Regions from separate parts of the Mus musculus genome. Here regions 2 and 3 are each linked to region 1. Evidence: chromatin contacts called from public ChIA-PET and Hi-C data. All regions are on one chromosome and are shown on one strand. Each heading gives the region's core, a stretch centred on a gene start, on an enhancer-like site or on the middle of the called end of the contact. The rest is flanking DNA. Distances are from core to core; before and after follow the strand shown.

Evidence for each region. A called contact is a pair of places that touch in the nucleus more often than the background predicts. ChIA-PET counts read pairs in DNA pulled down with a chosen protein or histone mark.
Region 2: a contact with region 1 is called in a Hi-C map of the N1E-115 cell line, with 2.3 times the contacts expected there. The contact joins two enhancer-like sites. A contact is called at or near these places in 1 of 484 Hi-C or Micro-C datasets (the N1E-115 cell line) and 2 of 115 datasets of contacts at active chromatin or transcription factors (memory CD8 T cells and microglia).
Region 3: an RNA polymerase II ChIA-PET map of memory CD8 T cells shows a contact between it and region 1, with 13 read pairs. The contact joins two enhancer-like sites. A contact is called at or near these places in 1 of 484 Hi-C or Micro-C datasets (double positive thymocytes), 2 of 115 datasets of contacts at active chromatin or transcription factors (double positive thymocytes and memory CD8 T cells) and 1 of 9 other capture datasets (adipose tissue).

Annotation. Positions count from the first base shown.
Region 1 is chr13:51,724,731-51,728,432 of GRCm38.p6, reverse strand. Sema4d (sema domain, immunoglobulin domain (Ig), transmembrane domain (TM) and short cytoplasmic domain, (semaphorin) 4D) reads left to right here. Exons shown (of 16, transcript NM_013660.5): 3 at 2,891-3,209. The coding sequence starts at 3,104. Among named protein-coding and RNA genes, the nearest start is that of Sema4d, 67 kb to the left of the region's middle. Within about 2 kb of position 2,047, at least 43 of the 459 cell types and tissues checked have an H3K27ac peak or open chromatin away from gene starts, as enhancers often do. A contact at or near this core is called in the N1E-115 cell line and memory CD8 T cells, where this site is marked.
Region 2 is chr13:52,025,103-52,028,643 of GRCm38.p6, reverse strand. No RefSeq gene overlaps it. Among named protein-coding and RNA genes, the nearest start is that of Gm40948, 57 kb to the left of the region's middle. Within about 2 kb of position 2,108, at least 113 of the 459 cell types and tissues checked have an H3K27ac peak or open chromatin away from gene starts, as enhancers often do. A contact at or near this core is called in the N1E-115 cell line and memory CD8 T cells, where this site is marked.
Region 3 is chr13:52,077,257-52,080,853 of GRCm38.p6, reverse strand. No RefSeq gene overlaps it. Among named protein-coding and RNA genes, the nearest start is that of Gm40948, 4.6 kb to the left of the region's middle. Within about 2 kb of position 2,078, at least 114 of the 459 cell types and tissues checked have an H3K27ac peak or open chromatin away from gene starts, as enhancers often do. A contact at or near this core is called in memory CD8 T cells, where this site is marked.

The DNA of each region.
Region 1 (3,702 bases), core at 798-3,297:
CAGGGCACCATGTTGGGTCTGGTGTTGGGCAAAGCCCTTCTGGTCTGTTAGCCCCTGGTTCTGGACTCTCTTTCTTGGTATCTTGCTCGGCCCCACCCCACTTCTTTTCCAGGGCTTAATTAATTAGCTTGTTGTTAATCAATTTTTGTTAATTAACAAAATAATTAATTAAATCCTGAGCCAGGACCTCACTGTGGAACCACGGTAGGACTGGGACTCACTGTGTAGACTGGAGCCTGCCTCCCCCACCCCACCCCACCCCCCCCAGTGTTGCGATTATGGCCTGGGACTACATATAGACTAAACTAGCAATGAACTCACAGAGCTCCCTCTGACCTATGGTTAAAGGCCTGTGCTACCACCTATTAATTTTGGAATCTGTTTTGTATCTTTAAATTTTATTTCAGTCAGGGTCTTCTGTAGCCCAGACTGACCTCAGACTACATAGCTAAGGCTAGCCCCGAACTCCTCTTTCTTCTGCCTTCACCTGGTGGTGCATTGACATTCTAGGTTTATGAAGGGCTGGGGATAGAACTTTGGGGCTTTGCGCATGTGAAGCAAACATTCTACCAATAGAGATAAGGAATGTTTTCTTTTCTTTTTTTTTTTTTTTAAATAATCTATTTATTTATTACATGTAAGTACTGTCTTCAGACACACCAGAGGAGGGCGCCAGATCTCATTAGGGATGGTTGTGAGCCACCATGTGGTTGCTGGGATTTGAACTCAGGACCTTCGGAAGAGCAGTCAGTGCTCTTAACCGCTGAGCCATCTCTCCAGCCCAGGAATGTTTTCTTATAAAAAATGTTCAAGCAGGAATGTGACCTGCATGACCTTGGCTGGCGACCCTGGCAGGCGTTCAGCCTTCTCTGTTCACACCAACATCTACTTCCATCAGGGGGATGTGAAGAGGAAAGAAATATCCATGTCCCATGCTACCTGACCCTCGCAGCTGGAACAAATCAGAGGGCCTCCTGCGTGTCACAGCTCCCTTGTTCTGCTCATCTCCAGTTTCTGCAACACCCAGGATCTTCTGGGCTTAGACCAGTGCCACCTGTGCCTCTGTACCTAGAGGGTGCTTGAGATCAGAGTGGTGTTGCTGTCCTGGCTTTCCTTAGCTGTGAATGCTCAGTGTTGGAGGGAGTTGGTCACCATGGCTTGGACCCTAGCAACCCACAGCCCCCTTCCTCACTGTGGCAGGAGAATGGGCTCTTACGCGACAGGACGCAGCACTGTGAACTTGCTCAGCAAAACGCAGAGTTCATAATTGTCGGACTCACCACTGTCTGTTTCCCAGTCACTGCCTCAGTTCTTGGCTTCCTGCTTTCTGGTTGGATCAGGGTAGGAGTCACCCCTTGTGCTTGGCTGCTGTGAATTTCTAGGGTAGGACAGGGGTCCGTCTGGCTCCTATTCTGTAGAACCGCTGTCTATAATTGGAGTCACCTCTTTGCATGTCACCTGTATCTCCTTTTGAGCTATAGCGATAGTTAAGGAAAATGGTGAGCTGAACTGGCTTAGAATATCCCACTCCTTGGAGGAAGGAGGGGTTCGGGCTATCTTTAGGAAGCTTCTAAATCCATTGGGATAGAAACCAGACAGTCGGGGCTGGTGAGATGGCTCAGTGGGTAAGAGCACCCGACTGCTCTTCTGAAGGTCCAGAGTTCAAATCCCAGCAACCACATGGTGGCTCACAACCATCCGTAATGAGATCTGATGCCCTCTTCTGGTGTCTGAAGACAGCTACAGTGTACTTACATATAATCAATAAATAAATTATAAAAAAAAAAAAAGAGAGAGGAAGATAAAGAAGAGAGGGGGCACTTTCTATTTTAAAAAAAAAAAAAAAAGAAACCAGACAGTCTGTCCTTTAGTACCGGACAGACTAAGGGACTGAATAGAGATGCTGGAAGAGCCTGCCCTGCCCTCTGTGGGAGGAAGGGTGGGGCAGGGGAGGCCTGGCAAGTGGGTAGATGCCATGCCAGCATTGGGCTCACATCTGGAGACTGTTGTGCTCCCTTCAGCTTCTAGTAACCACACCCAAAGGTGAGGCGGATCTGTGTATCAGGGCAGCTGGTGAGTGACTCAGCGCTGAGCTCTGCATCCTGGGATCCTGGTGTGTGCTGGGCCTCAGGCTTGGCTAGGGCAGGTGAGGACAGGGACAGAGGCTCAAGGGACCTGGCCACAAGTCCATCAGACAGCAAAGCCTGGTCTTCTGTTTCTTGTTTGTGGACAAATCAGAGTTAATTGCTAGTGTTTCCATGGTAATTAACGGCTTCCTGGTGAGGCAGGAAGAGCTCGGGTTGCCTCCTGGGCTAGCTATGACTTTTGATGTGACCCACTACTCCTGCAGAATGGGGCCCTGAGGCTATGTCTTCATGGGTACGGAGGTTAGTGTGTGCTTACATACTGTATGTATGTATGTGAGCACATGCGTGCATTTTCGTGCACATTTGTGTATGGCTATGTGCATTCTGTGTGTCTACCCATGCATGTGCACCCTTACATGTATTCCCAGGGGAGTGCCCTGTAACCGCAAACCTCTGATGTCTGGTAATATTCCTGGGTTAGCATGTCAGAAGTTGGGAAGTGAGCCCTCCAGGGAAACTGAGACCCGTACTGTTCCTTTCAGTTGTGGCATGTCACCAAGCACCTGGCTGTCCCTCTAGCTAGTTATTTCCACCTTGGTGGGTCCATCCATCTTGGTGTGTTTTAGCCTTGTTGTCTTCTCTCTGTGGGATCTGTCTGTCTGGCAGCCCCACAAATCCTGGATGCCTTCCATGTCCCTCAGCAGGCAGGTTCAGACAGGATAGACAGTAGAAAGGGATGGAGGGGACTGAGAACCATCTGGAGCCGCTGGGACCTATAGTCTCGTCCTTTCCTTCTTTTGCAGGTCAGACGGGAACACCGGCAGCCTTGGCATGACGTCGTGAAGGTGGCCATTGCTAACCTGACATGTGGGGACTCAGGAACCCCACCCCTTATGGGCTCCAGTCTGTGCTGCTGGCCCCAGCTCTGGGGCTCTAAGAGGTCCTTGCTGCTACCCCACAGCAGCCTGCTGCCATCCATGTGTGCCCGTTGCTGAAGGCCTCGGTGGCCCCTGCCCATGAGGATGTGTGCCCCCGTTAGGGGGCTGTTCTTGGCCCTGGTGGTAGTGTTGAGAACCGCGGTGGCATTTGCACCTGTGCCTCGGCTCACCTGGGAACATGGAGGTAAGTGAGTGTGAGCCATGAGTGAGTGTGAGTGTGGGTGCAGCAGCTCTGGAGAGTGTGGGGTCCCTGCTTTGGATGCTCTGTGGGGTCTGTCAGGGCAGGCTTAAGCCGCTGGGATGTCAAAGGATGCTGTGTGACCAGGAGACCCCACAGCAAGCGCCAAGCTTAGGTTGGACGGTGTATGTGACCTCAGTGGCTCACGGCTTACTTAATGCTGACGACATCCCAGGTACTTATGCTGCACTGTTGAGATTAGCTCAGCCTCAGAGAGGTCTCCAGGCCCGATTTCCAGGATGGGGACACACTGGCTGTCCCACATTCCAGGGAGGGAACTTTGTGAAGACAGAAGCCGGGAAGCAAAGTGCACTGAGAATGTCCAACTCTGAAGCTACCTGGACACTCCGGGTGCTGACTTGTAGGCAAGTTCAGATGAAGTTCATTGATGGGGGAGGGGGCAGAATGCTGAGCTCAGCATCACAGCAGGAACCTCCAC
Region 2 (3,541 bases), core at 859-3,358, 300 kb before region 1:
CAGCCCCCCCCCCCATCCAACTGCCTCATTTCCCCATTCCCTTCCCTCCCCACCTGACATTCCCAGCCCACTTACCCCCACGCCTCCTCCCGATCCCTCTCCATCTCTCCCTCTCCACTCCTCTGCAAGCCCTCCTCCCACCCAACTCCCCACCTTCTCCTGAGGCCCGTTCTCACTCCATACCTTAGTACAGTCCCCAACCCTTCTTGCTCCCTCTCTATCCTTCTCCTGTCTCTCCATCTCCTTTTCCCACCCTATCCCATCTCCCTTCTCAGTCCTCCCTCCCCATATTTCCCCTCTCTTCTCCTTATCCCCCTCCCATCCTCTTTCCCATGCCCTCCCCAACTCTTCCTCTCCATCTCCGCCTCTGTCAAACTAATTGGTACACACCGCATTACGCCTGTGTTTCATACCTTGGGACCTCTGGCTGGACCCTTGCCTGAGCTCTGAAATAAATCATGGAGCTTTCTTTCCATCCAACCACCTAGGACGCCTGCTGTCTGTGGTCAGGGCCATGGTAAGAGGCCACCCAGCTTCTGTGGTGACCACCAAGGATTCCCTCCCAGGTGAAACCCACTTCCTGCCCAGGCTGCTACCCTATCATGGCTTAGAAATATCCCTCCTTGTGCTTATCCTTCAGATCCTTAGACCCACCGCCAACCTCAGAGTCCCTCCCAGGCCAGTACCTCCCTGACCTCGACAGTGGCCAGCAGACCTATATGCTACCACCCACCTTCACATTGACCCTCATACCCCAGAGATGCTTCTCTTAAGATGGACCACCAAGATGAGAATGGTTTAAACTGCTTGAGGTGGTATCCACCTAAAAGAGCTTCAAACACCACCCAGAAGGAGACCCGGAGCCAGAAAACAAGCAGTGGGGCTCACACACAGAGAAGGATGCAGTAGGCAGAGCTTCCCACCCATCTCCAACAAAACCAGCAGAGCTGCATCTTCTCATAGGGCTCAAACTCACATCCCCAGCTCTCCAAACAGGGACACTCCCCTCCCCCTTTCCAGCAGGAGGTTACCCAAACAGGTCCCACATGTCTGTAGGATTTATCTTCAGACTCCTGCAGTCCCCCACTAATGCCCGGCAGCTGATCTGAACAATCTATTAACTTTCAGTCGGATCCCTCAGCATATCTCCGAGTTGAAATTCTACCCATCCTCCACATGCCCGGCCTCATTCCCCAGCAGCTGCCTGCGAGAAGAAACATGGTCTCTTTGAAGCTGCAAGGCACCCAGGCCCTGCAACTGTGTAAAGGTACAGCTGAGCAGGACAGAAAAGTCATGGCTGGGGAGGGTGGGGGGGAGAGGGGTTCGTGGCAGGGGGCGGGGCTTATTCACAGCTCTAGGACAATCTGTCCGGAAGCCACAGGCTAATGTGGCAGATGCCTAGGGCACCGCCTTGGCCATGGAAAGCAGATGTGCTTCTAGTTTTGATCCTGAGAACACAGAAAAGAAATGCTAAAAAAAAGCATCATTTGAGCATCTGTGGAGGTCCTGCATCTGTTTCTCTCCAGAGGCTGCTAGCTCCACCATTGGCATTATTGTTGTTGTTTTCCACAAAGGTAAGTAAGCCCTCGCTGATTTCCCAGACAGTTGTAACAAATAATCACAGAGCTAAATAAAACAGAAAGCTGTGCCAATGGGCTGCGATGATGGCTCAGTCAAGTGCTTGGGTACAAGGCTCGGCACCTGACTGTGATCCCCATGTACAAACCTGGGCAGTGGTGGCACGTGCTGGTAATCCCAACTCAGGGGAGGCGGGGACAAGAAGATCCTTGGGGGGGGGGGGGTCACTGGACTGCCAGCTTGCCCCATTTAGCTCAATGGAAAATGAGAACTCCTGTCTCAAAAAAACACAAAATAGATGACACTTCAGAAACAATGTTCTAAGTTGATCTTTGATCTGCAGACACATAGACACACATGCGTACACACAAAGAAAAATAAAATAAATAAGAAGAATGAGGTGCCCACGAACCCACTTCCTTCCACCTTGGAACCCACTTTCTGCCATTTGGAGCCCACTTCCTGCCACCTTGAAGCTCACTTGCCACCTTGGAGCCCACTTCCTGCCACCTTAAAGCCCACTTCCTGCCACCTTAGAGCCCACTTCCTGCCATTTGGAGCTCACTTCCTGCCACGTAGGAGCCTACTTCCGGTCAGTGTGGTGCCTGTGGTGGTGTTCTCATACCCCAAATGCCTCCCCAGAGGTTGGAAGATTAGCTATTCCGTGGCTCTGAATTTGTCACCTTCTGTCAACCCCGTTTATACTCATGGGTCAGGAATTCAGTCGCACAAAAGTGGCTTCTGATTCCTCGAAAGATGGCTGTTGGGGTCCCATAAAAGGCACACATTGGCCCTCTCCACCACAGCATATCCCGACAGCCTCAAAGATGCTGTGTAGCTATGGTGATGGAGCAGCCTTCCCTACTTTCAGAGGACATAGAAATGCATCTCCACAGAATGACTGTCTTTAAGAAACGATCTCCCACAGTGATGGACAAGCAGGATCCAGTGCCCCGCCCACCAACACAGCCCTGTCCACCAACACAGCTTAACTGCAGTACTTGTCTGTCTCTTCTTGCTTTCTCTCCCATGGCCACTCTTAAGTGAAGGTCACACTCTTGAGATGACCCTGCCCAGGAAAGAACATCTCCCCTCTGCAATCTCCTGAGGTTGCTTTCATGTTTTCTGTAAGATTCACATCCAGATTCTTTTAAAGGGAGAGAATTCACTCATGCTTTCAAGGTGGCCTCTGAATTATTGCTGAATACCCTCTCTGCTAACAGCTGCTGGCAGTATGATAGGATTCCTTCTCGGGGCATGCAGTAGGCAATTGCTAGCATATTGCTTCACCATGCACAAAGTCTATCCTGTGGAGATGCCCATCAACTGTCCAGCTGCCTGCTTTGCAAGTCCCTGCCATATGGCATTCCGCCCTGGGTAACTGACTCTACAGTCATACCATGTGGCCAAAGCCACTCCCCTGGACCACACTCAGTCTGGCCAGACACTCCAACAGTCACTGTGCTGGCAGGCTGTGCATCAGGTGCGTGGTCCGCAGTGATCTCAGCCTGAGCCACCCCTATGTGAGGTCCCATGCATGACAAGTGTGGCTCAGCAGTTCCCCGAGCACCAGGCCCAGGTGACGAGGCTTTTCTGTCTACCCACTAATTGCCATTTTCTCTGAGCTCTGTCTGGCCGCAACTCCAAAATTCCATTCTAACAGACTGCATCGTGTCCCCAAGCAAGGAGTCATCCCTCACTGTCTGCAGTGTTTGAGATCGGGTAACACAGACACATAGATCAAGGCTCTTCACAGTCCTCTGTAAGTGGTGAGGTCAGAGCCTGCTGCTCGGCTGCTGGTCCGTGGACCTTTGTATTGTGTGGTGTAGACAGCCACAGGTGGTGCATGGGACGAGACTCTGGGCTAGCAAATGCTCACAAGATTTTCCTTTCCTGGGTCTTCAGAAGTCTGCAAGACCCAAGGCTGACAGCACAAGCCCAAGAAACGATGGATGACTTCTTC
Region 3 (3,597 bases), core at 829-3,328, 350 kb before region 1:
GGAAGAGCGAGCAAACCTATGCTTGTAGAAGCTCCGTGCTCACCCCATGCAACAAACAGCCACAGCCAAGGAAACACAAGTACAGGTTCTGGCTCACAGGACCCTCTGAATACTGAGCAGATATGAAACCTAGGAACAGGGGTGAGAGAGGCCCAGGAGCCTGCAGAGCAGAGGAAAGGGTGGGTAAGCACATTTAATAAGTGCTCCATCAAATCCCATCAATTTTTCCAAAAGTTCCAGCTGGGTGAAATGGAAGAAAACAATGGTTAAGTTCTCTCTCTCTCTCTCTCTCTCTCTCTCTCTCTCTCTTTCTCTCTCTCTCTTTCACACACACACACACACACACACACACACACACACCCCTCTGTAGATTTGTGCAGATAGACTACCCTTCTGATAGTTACATGATGAAACTGATGCCCTTCTTGAGATGTCTTCAACTCTGCTCTGAAGATTGCTTGGGGTACATATCTAAAGGAGAGGAGCCTGAGAAGTGTTTTCTAGCTTGACCATTAAAATTCATCCCACCAAGGTGAAGAGAGCCACACCATCTCCTTAGTTTAACCCTGCCTTGGGCCCTGCCACGGTGGGAAACAAGCTCTGGTTCTGCCCGAAGTGGTCTGGGGATCCTAAGTACATTCCGTAGATGCTTCTGCCCCAGCCCCTTCCAGGTGGACAAGCTCATCTTCCAGGAGCAAGCTGTGAGAACAGCAGCTAAGTTTAGCCGCCAGCTCTGTGGATGTGCAAGGCTTCTATTATTAAACCGGCATGGGATAAATATTTCCGCCGTGACACACAACTGCTCCTGGCATGCAGGAACTCCTGTCCCTAGATCCATCCCAAAAAGGGAAGCTCGCAGAGATCTAAAACTGGGCTACGGGAATCCCAAAGAATGCAAGGCTTGGAAAGTATCCAGCTCGTATTTGAAATGCTTCTCCCATGAGGTGCAGAAAAGGAACATCGGACTCTGAAACGCAGGATACTGCGACCACAAAGACACATGGGGGCTGCTGCCTGCACAGTTCTCTTGTGGTTCACTGGCCCCGGCATGGTTGCAGGCTGCATTCCCAGCTCAATTCCACACAGCTGTACTCAGAGAAGCAAACACACTTGCAGTTTCAGCTGTCCAAAGTGCCAGAATCCCTACCTCAGAAACTCCAGCTCGCTTTGAGACACAAGATAGATTTCTCTGTGCCTGGAAGACTAACTAGATACTTCAGGAAGTAAAGAATAGCCTGGAAACCCAGGAGTGTGAAGCGACATGGGAGCTGATAACTGTCACTCTGACCCAAGCACCGGGTTCAGGTCGTGACATCACAACTCAACGACTTGAGTGAGGATGGTCGCTGATTTTCTTTCCCCCTTGTTTCTTTGCTGATGACAAATATGTATTGCCTGCTGCATGTCAGTCACAGTTCTAGATGACAGGCACTTGACCAGATGAAGGAAGTAAGAAGTAAGGGAAATAGTCTAAAGGGGAAAAAGAACCCTAACCAAGCTCAGCGTAAGGATAGTGCTCTGTCCAGGAGTGGTGAATGCCTCAGAGGACAGTAGAGCAGGCTGGGTGGAGAGAGATTTCTGAGAAGATATCTGGGCATGGACCGCAGAGCAAGAGAGACAGGCGGTTTACAAGCTCAGGAATGATGGAGAATTATCCTCATGTTATGAGAAGCAGAAGGCTTTAGGTGAGGACTGGAATCGGAGGTGAGATGTGATGTAGCAGGGAGAGGCTGGGCTGTCCCAGCCTAACCATCTAGGCCTGGTTGGGATGTGTGATATCCTGGGGCTTGGTTTAAATGCAATGACCAAGCAACACAGGAGTTACTGTGCTCCCCCATTTCTACCTCACTGCTGTGGTCAAATCACTGACAAAACACAACTCAAAGGAGGAAGGCTCTATTTCAGCTGCTGGTTTGAGGAATTTTTTGATCATTGTTCTAGGGGGGAAGAAGAGTTTGTCAGGAGAGGCAGGGGGCCGTTTGCTCCTATCTTGATAGACCAGGAAACAGAGACAGGGCAGGAAGTGGAACTGGTCTGTAAAACCCCAGGGCCCACCCAGAGCGACTCACTTCCTTGAAAGAGGCTCCACCTTCAAAAGGTCCCACAACCTCCCCCAAACAGAACCACCAGCTGGGGACCACGTGTCCAAGACACATGTGCCCGTGGGAAACATTTCATATTCCAACCACAGCACCATCCTACACCACTAGTTTATTAAAGGCTGGTCAGATGTCACAAACCAGCTTAATAATGCATCGATACAGTTACAGGCATAAGGTTTGAAGGCAACGTTTCCTGGGGAACCTTCTGAATTGCTGTCACCAATCTGTAGTCATTAGGACTGGACAGATGGCTTAGAGCACTGGATGTCCAGTCATGGGAACCAGCATTGGGACCCCAGCCCCCATGTAACAAGGTTGGCAAACATTTGTAACTCCAGCTCTGAGGGATGCAATGCCTTCTTTCTTCTGGCCTCTGCACATGTACATGTCACACACACATGCATGCACATAGGTTCACACAGATACGGACACCACACACAGAAATAAATAAATTCTTCTAAAAAAAATGTAGTCATTAAGAAAGAACCAGGAAAATTGACTGTGCTCTCTGCACAGGCACAGCATTGACAGAAGAAAAAAACCTGGGGTAGAACCAGGGTGTCAAACAATTGTCTGTTTTCCCCTTTCTTATAATGTAGGATGTGTCAGTGGTCAAAACACCTATGCATAGCAACCGCATGGACTTTTGGGTGTGCCAAGAAGCCAAGTATTATCAGACATCCCAGTCCCATGGCCGGAAGACAGCTGACCATGGAGTGGAAGCCACCTCCAAACCGGCCTCTGTGTCCACTCGTGATCGTATGATCAGAATCTGGGGTATTTGTTGGCACAGACAAGGGGATGCAAGAGTCTGGATCTGCAGATGCTCTTACAAGGAAATCGGCTCCCTCACACGTTACACAGATACTGCAGGCTCCTCCCCTCTCAAGTTGGCATTCCTCCTGTATCTGCTGCTCAGAGTGTAGGAAATCACACCCTGGAAGCCTGCAGTGCTGCAGAGTCACACCAAAATTCCTGAATAGGCACAGCCTCCCACCAGACAGGTTCTCACAGGATCCAGTAACACCAGCCCACACCACCTTCTTCATAGAAATCTAGTTCTGCCATCCCTGCCCCACCCCCCAAATTCATTTCTGTTTTTGAAAAGCAGCTTCCTCCTAACTAATACCTTTACCATCTCAAATACCAGGGTCCCCAGATTTCCTCTCTAGCAACCTAGAGGACTGAGTTCATGCACAGAAAACCAGTGGATAGGTCAAATCTCACTTATCTCAGAGGTGAGCTGGGATGGAGAGTCTGCTCCATGCTGTCACCAAGCAGTCACCTGTCCCTGTGGTATGCCAGGGCTCTGTTGGCCCGATGACTTCTACATCAAATGGTTTGCCACAGCTACAGGAGAGCAAGAGGTGAGCTCAGGACCTGTCTGGAGGCACTTTATCTACACCAGAGCTTTGAGACATAGCTTCCCTTGGTTATATACATGCAGAGACCAGCCTATGTTAAACTTGTGGACCTCTTCCTCAAGCTACCATCT